2 separate regions of the Rattus norvegicus genome follow, and region 1 is linked to region 2. A link is a contact called in public Hi-C data. All regions are on one chromosome and are shown on one strand. The core of a region is the stretch at or near the end of the contact, and the rest is flanking DNA. Distances in the headings are between cores, read along the strand shown.

What was found. Hi-C and Micro-C count contacts between places; a contact is called where the count stands out from the background.
Region 1: a Hi-C map of the Rat2 cell line shows a contact between it and region 2, with 2.8 times the contacts expected there. The contact joins the enhancer-like site here to the promoter of Sik2 in region 2. A contact is called at or near these places in 5 of 12 Hi-C or Micro-C datasets (the A7r5 cell line, the Rat2 cell line, Schwann cells and 2 more).

The regions. Positions count from the first base shown.
Region 1 is chr8:60,259,881-60,264,476 of GRCr8, forward strand. It overlaps Layn (layilin), which reads right to left. Exons shown (of 8, transcript NM_001191997.1): 8 at 3,576-3,967. The coding sequence ends at 3,607. All of the region lies in intron 2 of LOC120094336 (a long non-coding RNA gene), which reads left to right. Among named protein-coding and RNA genes, the nearest start is that of Layn, 18 kb to the right of the region's middle. Within about 2 kb of position 2,766, at least 2 of the 93 cell types and tissues checked have an H3K27ac peak or open chromatin away from gene starts, as enhancers often do.
Region 2 is chr8:60,218,571-60,223,176 of GRCr8, forward strand. It overlaps Sik2 (salt-inducible kinase 2), which reads right to left and starts at 3,080. Exons shown (of 16, transcript NM_001427328.1): 1 at 2,806-3,080. The coding sequence starts at 2,940. It overlaps LOC120094336 (a long non-coding RNA gene), which reads left to right and starts at 3,189. Exons shown (of 3, transcript XR_005488650.2): 1 at 3,189-3,896.

The DNA of each region.
Region 1 (4,596 bases), core at 1,516-4,015, 41 kb after region 2:
ACGAGTGTCTTCCTTTATTGGTCTCCACCTTAGTGTTTTTGAGATGACGTTTCTGGCTGAGCTTGGAGCTGATTGCCAGTAGGCCCTGGGGTCTGTGTCTCCCAGTGATAGAGTGGCATTCATTGCTAGGCCTTGCCTTGTCTTTGGGTGCCGTGATCTGCACTCAGGCTCTAATGCCTGTAGGGAAAGCACTTTACAGGCTGAACAATCAATCTCCCCTGACCCTACTGTCCTCACTTTAGAGGGAGAAACTGAGGCTTCCAAAAGGAAGTTGTTTATTGTTGTCTTTGTATCAGATTAAGACGGCACAGCCAGAAGTGGCAGAAAGAGGCCTGCGAGCCTGGACACCTGATTGAGAACCTGCGATTTTAACTGCTTCTTTTTACTGTATTGTCTCTCCTAGCCTTACCAGGCCTGCCTGCTTCTTACTGTAGATGTAGGAAGTTGACAGAAACTGATGGCATCTTACTACTGCCATCTGGTGGTATAAAAAGTTAAAGCAGCCCCTAGTTTCCTGACTAAGCCCTTAGTGCATTGGTGTTTCTTACTATTACTGTCGAGCAGTTATAAACTGTTGTGAAAACAGAGTTTAACAAACAGTACAACCCTAACTTTGAGCTCCTTAAGGTAGACTAAATTTTCTTATTAGTATATGGAAATGCTATCTTATATTCAAGTACCTATTTGAAGGTTATGGTCCATTTAATAAGCCCATTATGTCTAGAAAACTTTATAACTGGCCTTACTATATTTTGGGAGGCTTGTTTTTCCTCATGTTCTTGACCTGATAACTCATTCTGGTCACCTTTTCTGATGTTCAGTCTCAAGACTCTCTGGTAACTTACGATTAGTTAGGAATTAGTAACCGTTTACTGGTCTTCAGGAGAAAGAGACAAAGGTCTGTAGAAAAATGACTTTGCCTCTGAGGGTGCAATTCCGTGCAATTTCATATTTGTATCTGTCTCTGTTATTATGAGTGTCTTACTACAAGTTCAGGAGGCTGTCAAATGCTCTACAGAAGCTATTACAATATTGAAATAAAATGATTTTGGAGTTGAAAGACACCTTGATGTTTATTCTAGATCACACAACTCATTTGCATTTCCAAAGGGGAAAGATGGGGAATATTGGAAGAAAGGTGTCACTGAATTGGATATTGCAGGCTGGCTCATCACAGCTCCCTGCCAGAACCTGGGGCTAGGTACTGAGGACGGTTCTATTAGGAGTTCATTTACTTTTGTCTTTGATCAAAGACTGTTAGATGCTATCAGCCACAGCCTGTATATTGACTTCAGATGCATGGGTAGCATAGTGTGAGTCATGGAATCCATGGCTATAGAAATTATGTTTGTAAATGGTTTTCCAAAAATAATTTCTAACAGAGGAGAGATTGCAGGTACAGTGCATCCCTGTCCCCATATCACACGAGAGAAAGTGGTCAACCTGATAGTCCATTGTCCTTTATTACTTCACTGTGTGCTTTCTGGGAAGACATTCCCAGTGCCAAGAGGCCATGTCCTCAGGGCAACGCAAAAGTTAGGAAGTTAGCACTGCACGTTTTTGACATTTAGTCCTCAGACGTCATCCACATTTGTTCCCATCTTCTCCTTTACAGGAGAAAAGGGATCCATTTCAGGATCTGGTCACGCTTGGAGCCATCACCTTACTGTCCTCCTATTGCAGCTGCCCCTGTCTCGCTTCCACCGTCTTTACCATCAGAGTTCAGGTTTGCCGTCCAGGTAGTTTGTAGATTGTCCATCAAATTGTTGTTATGCAAGGCCTCCTTATGATCAGCTTGTACACTGTGAGACAGCGTGGATGTGATGCCATGTCCCTCTCACCACACCACAGTGTGAGGTCTACAATCTCAGTACACTTCGTCGTCCACAGAATTCACATTCATCAGGTGACTGAGGTGGCTTTGCCTGTTGGGTCACTTTTGCAATCAATGATCTTTACCTGAAATCATGTAAATATACCATCTACATCAAAGTTTTAATTTATTCTTTTATTTTGTATCAGCATATGCCCATGTTTTCCCACTTTACCCATTGAGTCACATTCTCTTTGTTGGTTTTACTTTCAATGATTTAATATTCAAATTAATCCTCATTACCAAAGGTGGATCATTACGAGTTGGTGTCTGTGATCTGCTGATTCTTTTTTTTTTCTCTCTCTCTCTCTCTTTTTTTTTTTTTTCCGGAGCTGGGGACCAAACCCAGGGCCTTGCGCCTGCTAGGCAAGCACTCTACCACTGAGCTAAATCCCCAACCCTATCTGCTGATTCTTAATCAGTCTTGCTTGGTGGTGGTGTAAAATTTCCCAAATGAACATTCTCATTCCCAATCTCTTTAAGTTTTAACAATGGTATTACTTAACAGTACAAATATACAATGTGTACTAGTCAACCAAGGCAATAAATATATTTTTATCATGACTTTGTGTTTGCTGCCCTTGAGCTCCTTTCTCATAGTTATTCATAAATACGTTATAGGTCATTGTGATATCCGGGTCCTCATTGTTCCTGTAGAACAATAAACCTGTTAATTCTATCTATGTTTAGATACCCATTATTTCCTTTTCATTACTTAAGTAACTCATATTTCTTCTGCTTCTGTCCTTGAGTCATCCAGTTTCATGGAGTACTGGCTTATTTAATGGAAAACACACATATACATACACATATAAACATACATATATATGTATACTCAGTACATAAAATTCCACAATGACGGCAGCACTGTTTCGATTCCCCTTGCACACAACAGGACCTGTTCCAGTTTCCTCCCTTCTGGTGACCGTGGCTGCCTTCTCTGATAGTGAGAAGCCTGCCTCTCCTTTTCCTTACTAGGTCGACTCTTTTCACCAGTCCTGTATACAGTCAGTTTCCTATGCTGCTGCCACCCATCCCCAGAACAGCACATACTGTCTGAGCCCAGAGAAGAAGAAGCTCTGAAGCAAACAGAGCTCATTTTTACTTTCGAAAGTATTTCCAAGTTGGACTTTTCCAAGTTTAGATGTTGGGAGAATGAAAAAAAAAAAAAAAACTCCCCTGAGGCCACATGCAGAGGAAGGGCTGTAGACACAGACTGACTAACATTCTGCTTCCTGCTTTTTATTGACTTTTTTTTTCAGGGGTGGGGGTGGGATGCAGGTTGGGAATTGTTGATGTGCAGGCCAGCCTGGGGCTTCCATACAGAGGCTTTGAGAGGATCCCACCATTTGTGTCTTTGTGATTGCCTGCACAGATGTACAGAGCAAGGAAAACAGAGCCTAGAGGTAGGCTTTCCAAGCTCCCTGGTCACACCTTAATCCTGACCAGGGAAAGCACCAGCTCTTGAGCGTCAGTTGGAAGCCACTGGCTTTCTCTGAGGGTCTGCTGTGCAGCAGCCCCTTGGGTGAGGTGCCTTGGACCAGGCTGAGCTGGACGAGGTTCCTGGATAGGGAGTGCAGCCAGAACTTGGGGACCCAGAAGGAACTTGTGATGCTGTGCTTGCCCCTAAGACCTGAGCTGAACCTTCTCATAAGCCTTCTGAATATCGTCTTTGTAAGACATTGGAGGCTTTTCCTTCTCTTTTTACATTCTTGCTGGTTTTTTCATATGTCTTAGTAATATATTTCATTTTCTACCCATCCACTCTCCTTGCTCCTCCCCATTCTGTCGGGGGAGAATTCATAGATGTCATTGGTCACAAATCTACCCTCCATACTTGCCAAAGTCACTAACCCACTTTCAGAAGGGTTTATAACCATGTTGTCATAGTCACAAGACGTGTCATCGGGCATGGCTTCCCCAGAACACACCCGGAAGGAGATGTTCTTCAGATCTGGCCGGGGCTCGGCTAAATCAGCTTCACTTTGTTTTCTGATGACATTGTAAACTTCTAGGTCAGGGCTGTTCTCTTGGTGAGGAGTGGGCCAAATGGTGTGCTGCTCCTTTGTGGGAGGGTCTGTCTGTTCCCGTTTTCTGGAAGAAGAGAACCAGGCTGAGTATCTGGGACCAGGGTCCTGAGAATGTCCCTGTTCCTATTGAAGTGGAGGAAGTGACCTGAGGAAGTCAGCTCGCTCTGCTTCTCACCTACCTACCCCAATAGGCTTTGTGCATCAGGTAGGAGACACCCCAGAAGACTGCTCTACTCATGGTCTGTTTACTGTCGTGAGTTTGGGTTTCAGGACTCCTTAGAGAATGTGGGGCCGGAAAATAATAGGAAAAGAATTACACTAAACCAAGCCAAACCCTAACCAACTGAACATTAAAAACAAAACTCATCGCTAAGCAAAATTAGCCATATTCTACCATAAGTATAGACAAGAGTGAGATTAATAATGTCATCGATTCTGTCACCAACAGAAATCACATTCCCATACCACATGAGTTATTAGAACTGCTTTGAAATATTTTGGGTTCACCTCTACTTCAATATTATAATTGTGCCTACCACTAAAAATCACTAATAAAGAAACAATACATCTTGGGAGATATTTTTGCTAAACTCTGCAGTAGTTTAATTACTTCTTTCTATCAATGCGTTTTGTTTGTAACACTTAAAAATATTGTTTAAGGGACTGGGGATGTAGCTAAATGTATACTTGGCT
Region 2 (4,606 bases), core at 1,830-4,329:
AACATGAATACTGCTTCAGATGACGTAAGTACATTTCTTAGTGTTAAGACATTTGATAGATTAAGCCAAAATTAATGTCTCTTTTGTATACTAATTTTTTTCCTAAAAGGGAAACAGACTTCTCCAAAGAGCTACAAAAATATAACTTATTTTTTACAAGTGATACAGAACAGAAGATAAAGAGCCATTAAAAATAAACGTATTCATCACATAGATGTTTAAACTAAGTCCTAAGATTTGTCTCAGGGACTGTCAAGATAGTCAGAGAGTAATGACACTTGCTGCTGACCCTGATGACTTGAGTTTGATCCCCAGCACCCACACAGTCGAAGAAGAGAAACAGCTCCTGCAAGTTGTTCTTCTACCAACACACACGCATGTATACACACAAATATATACAATTAAAATGATTCTATTTTTAAAAACTGCCCCAGGATCAAACTTGAAGGAAAAAGAGATCTCCCAGTTCTAAAACACATAAGCCTACAATGTTAAAATACAGTACACAATGGAACTTCCACAGCACTAAATATAATGGTATTTTGCTAATAGTTTTCTTTATACTATTATTAACTGTTATCACCGTAATTATTGTAGTATGTTAAGCAATGAGAATCTAAAATAATGTAGAAGAGTTGAATATTTCACTATTTTATTTACAGTTTGCATGGTGGTTCTATTTACCAAAGATACAAATACTCAGTAAATAAAAAGCAGTTGTCTCTAAAGAAAAAAAAACTTACTGAAACATATTATTAGAAACTGAGTCAGTGCTTTTACTAAGCAAGTCTTCATGTAACTGTCTTATAAAACTTCAGAAAACCATTTTGCAAACTAAAACTTACAAAGACTTTTAAGTATAGTAACTACTAGACCATTTCCCCTTTCTATGTCTTAGTATCAACAATCACAAAATTACCACAAAATGCTCAGCCTTACTCATTGTAAAAAACAGAAAAGCACAAGGGAGGAGGAACCTATAGAATAAAGTATAGCTTTTAACATAAAATAATTTTATACACACAGACTACACACACACCCTTTAGCAAGAGGGTTCATGCAAGAGCTTTCATGATCTGACAGGTGTCTTCAATCACGAATGTTACTAATCTGACAGGCATAGGCAGTGTTGCTCCACAGTGCCCCCTAGCCGGCTTCCTAAAAAAAAATCAGTTTGAAAGGGACACCCATCAGAGTTGTCACCCTCCAGAGAAAGTGTAAATTGCCATCAGCTCCACCGAAGCAGCTCTCAGATCTCAGATACAACTTTAAACTCTGACAACAGCTGACTACTAAAGATTGCTAATGAGAAAAAAATTGTATGAACGGATTTGGTCTCCAACAATGTAACCAATGTGACTCTCTCTGTAATGTGCTATTTTTGGCAGTCATTGAAAAGTCATAAATACACCCATTTAAGATACTTCCTTTTAATTTAACATCGGAGTAAAGGTATAACATTTGGCCATAGCTCTTTACAAAACTGAAACAACTTTATTCATTAAAAAAAATGCTGGGATCAGATTAAGCTATGCAAAATTTTGGTAATGTCAATATGCTTATCATTACAGGCAATCTAGATTCGTAACACTGGTAAAATCGTAAAAGGAAAAATTTTGACCTTGGTACTGATGCCCTAAAGAAGAAAGATTTAGGTGGTATGTCGGGGATTTGTGAGGCTAAACAAAAATGAAGACGTGTTAGACATACCCTCCTTCTTTATGGAAATGGACATGAAGCAAAACTTTTAAGTACAACTGCTAAGAGAACAGTAAAGCTTTTAAATGCCCTTCACCTTACGTAAGTCATGGGAGGGGGGCGGCGGGGGGGGTTCTACATTCAAAGGTTAGAACGTTCTTAAGAACGTATTAGGGAAAAAAAACCCGAAAAGGATGAAAACGGAGGAGAGAAACTGGAAACCGGTGAAACTCCAGTAGAATCACAAGGCAGAATATAGTACGTCAAAACCACTATGTTGTAGTCTAAGAAATGGTAGTGTTGCGATCGTTTTTTCCAAGGTATTTAATTTGCACGTCTTAAAATAGAGACCCCGAGGAGAGCAGCTTGAGGCAATGGAAGGAAGAGGGTGGGCTAGGTAAGAACAGAGACTTGGGGAGAAAATATGTGCGGTGCCTTAGAATGTACCACGGAGGGGGGATGCTGGAAAGTCAATGTCAGGAAGCCAGTTGAGGGCTGAGTAGAGTCCATCTGATGTGGCTTAAGGAATGTGTGCTCCGAGCCAGCATGCACACCTGGTAAAGGGACAACCCCAGAGAACGGTGCAGGGCTGAGATGACCATTTTTAACAGCTCTATTGTCTGGTGTATTTGCTATAGCCACTGCAAGTGCTCAAGCCAGTCAAGGCACCGAATCAGAGACTCTGCGGGCCCAAAGCAGAGAAGATGGACAGCGGTCCGTCCGCACCGGTCCGGTCTGCGGCACCCCCTTCTCGCCGGACAGAGAAGGACACTAGGTCCGGGCCGCGCTCCGCGTCCGCCGAGCCCGGGAGCTGCTGGTCCCCTTCTCCGGCCGGCGACATTGGTCCCCGTGCGGCCCCGGAGCACCGAGACTTCCCTTCCCACCCCACCCCCAGCCAAAAGCCGGGAAGACGCGGAACTTGTGCTCGGGAGCCGAGGCCACAGACCAGGTTCCCGGGTGGGAGACTCGGGACGGAAGACTGTGTGGCTTCCCGGGGACACCCTACACACACTCGACCTGCACCCCGTGGTCCCCGCAGTGCCAGGCCCGCCGTTCCCTACCCGGGGCGCAACCACGCCACGCTCCCGCCGAACCCCGGGGCCGCACCTCCGTCTTGGTGATCCGGTGCCGCCCCAGCTTCACCACGGCGAAGTTGCCCTTGCCCAGCGTGCCCTCGATGTCGTAGAACCCCACCCGGACCGGCCCGCGCTGCAAGTGCCTCGGGCCATCCGCCATGACCATGCTTGGCCCCCGCTGCAGAACACGACGACGGGAGCGTGAACGAAGGGGCCGGCACGAAGCGGCGCGGAGCGGGCAGGAGGGCGTCGGGCGGCGCGCCTGGGCTCTGGGCGACGGCCGCGGCTCTCGCCCGGGCGCTGCTTCCCTCCCGCCCCACAGGGCCCAGCCAGGCGCGCGCCGGCGCTGACGTGCGCCGACGTCAGGGGGCCGGGGCAGGGGGCGGGGGCGGGCCTCCATCGGTCACCATGACTACCGCAGCGCCGCCGACGTCGGGGGCGGGAGGGAGGGGCGGCACGCGGGTCGGGCAGGCACGAGGCTTCCGGCCGCTGCAAGGCCTGACAGGGCTGAGGAGGGCGTCGCGGCCGGGGGCGGGGTCGCCGTCTGTCCGCTCCGCCCTGCTCCTCTTGTCTTCCAGCAGAAGCGCAAGAGCGAGCCCTGGTGGGCCGCGCCGAGGATGCACTGGGAGCGTCTCCTGTAGGGTCACCCGGCATTCTCCGCCCGGGCAGCCCTTCCCGCCAAAACCTCTCCCTCAGCGGACTGCAGCGCTAAATTTGGAGCCCGAAGAGCACCGTGGCTGAGCAACGCACTGCTCACAGCCTCTTTTCTTTGTGTTCTTTTTAGCTCCCTTCTCGGTACTATATACGTCTTTCCACTTTTTGACATCTCTGAGGATTTCTATTCACAGCAGTCAGTCACTTGCAAAAAAAGGAAAAAAAAAATGCCAGCGCTGAAGAGATGATTAAGTCCGGAATTCGGAACTCCTAAGAGGCTTTGAAGCCTGGAACTTCTGCATCATAGGCAGAGTTTTGCTTAGTTGAGCCTGTCTCTGGGGAGAGGTGACCCTGTATTATCCTAAAAGGCTTTGGGAACTTGTAAACGGTTAAAAGGTACCTAATCCGATTTGTTTCCAGATGATGGAGCAGGCTGCTAGAACGAAGGGAGTTGCCAACGTCGCACAGGTAATGCTAGAATTCTAATTATAACCCATCACACTGGTCTTCCGTATGGTGGACCTAAGTAAACAGCAACATTTTAATATCTTGAAATATATTATGTGTGTCCAGACCTTGGTTCCTGGGTACCCATTGTCCATTAAAAGAAACTCAATTCATTGGAAGTAATGACTGAGTCCAAGGCAGACAGGGCAATTCTAAGATGATCTAAGATCTTATCTGAGTAAACAAGGGGATCTTTTGTATACGACAGGAAGGATATGTCAAAAGAGAAGACAGTTTGAAGGGACCCACCACTGACAAATCTGAGCCAATCTAAATATCAAAAAGAACAATTTTAGAAATACACTATAACATATTACTTTTACATTTCATTTTGTGTAGAAGTCAGAGGACAGGGTGTGTGAGTTGGTTCTAGCCTTCCACTGTGGCCCTAGGGATAGTCACTGTAGGTAACTTGATCCAATGTGCCATCTCTTAGGCACTACATTGCTTTTTTGTGTTGTCATTTTGTTTTGTTTTGTTTTGTTTTTTAAACAGCGTCTCACTATGTAGCCTTAGGTAACCTGTAACTTGCCACATAGGCCAGGCTGGCTCATACCTAACAGAGATGTCTCCCGAGTGCTGAGATTAAAAGCAGGTATCACCATTCCCAACCCACATTAAAAACTTAAAAGGAGCCCATACCTCATATTTTCACTTTAACTTTTTAAAGA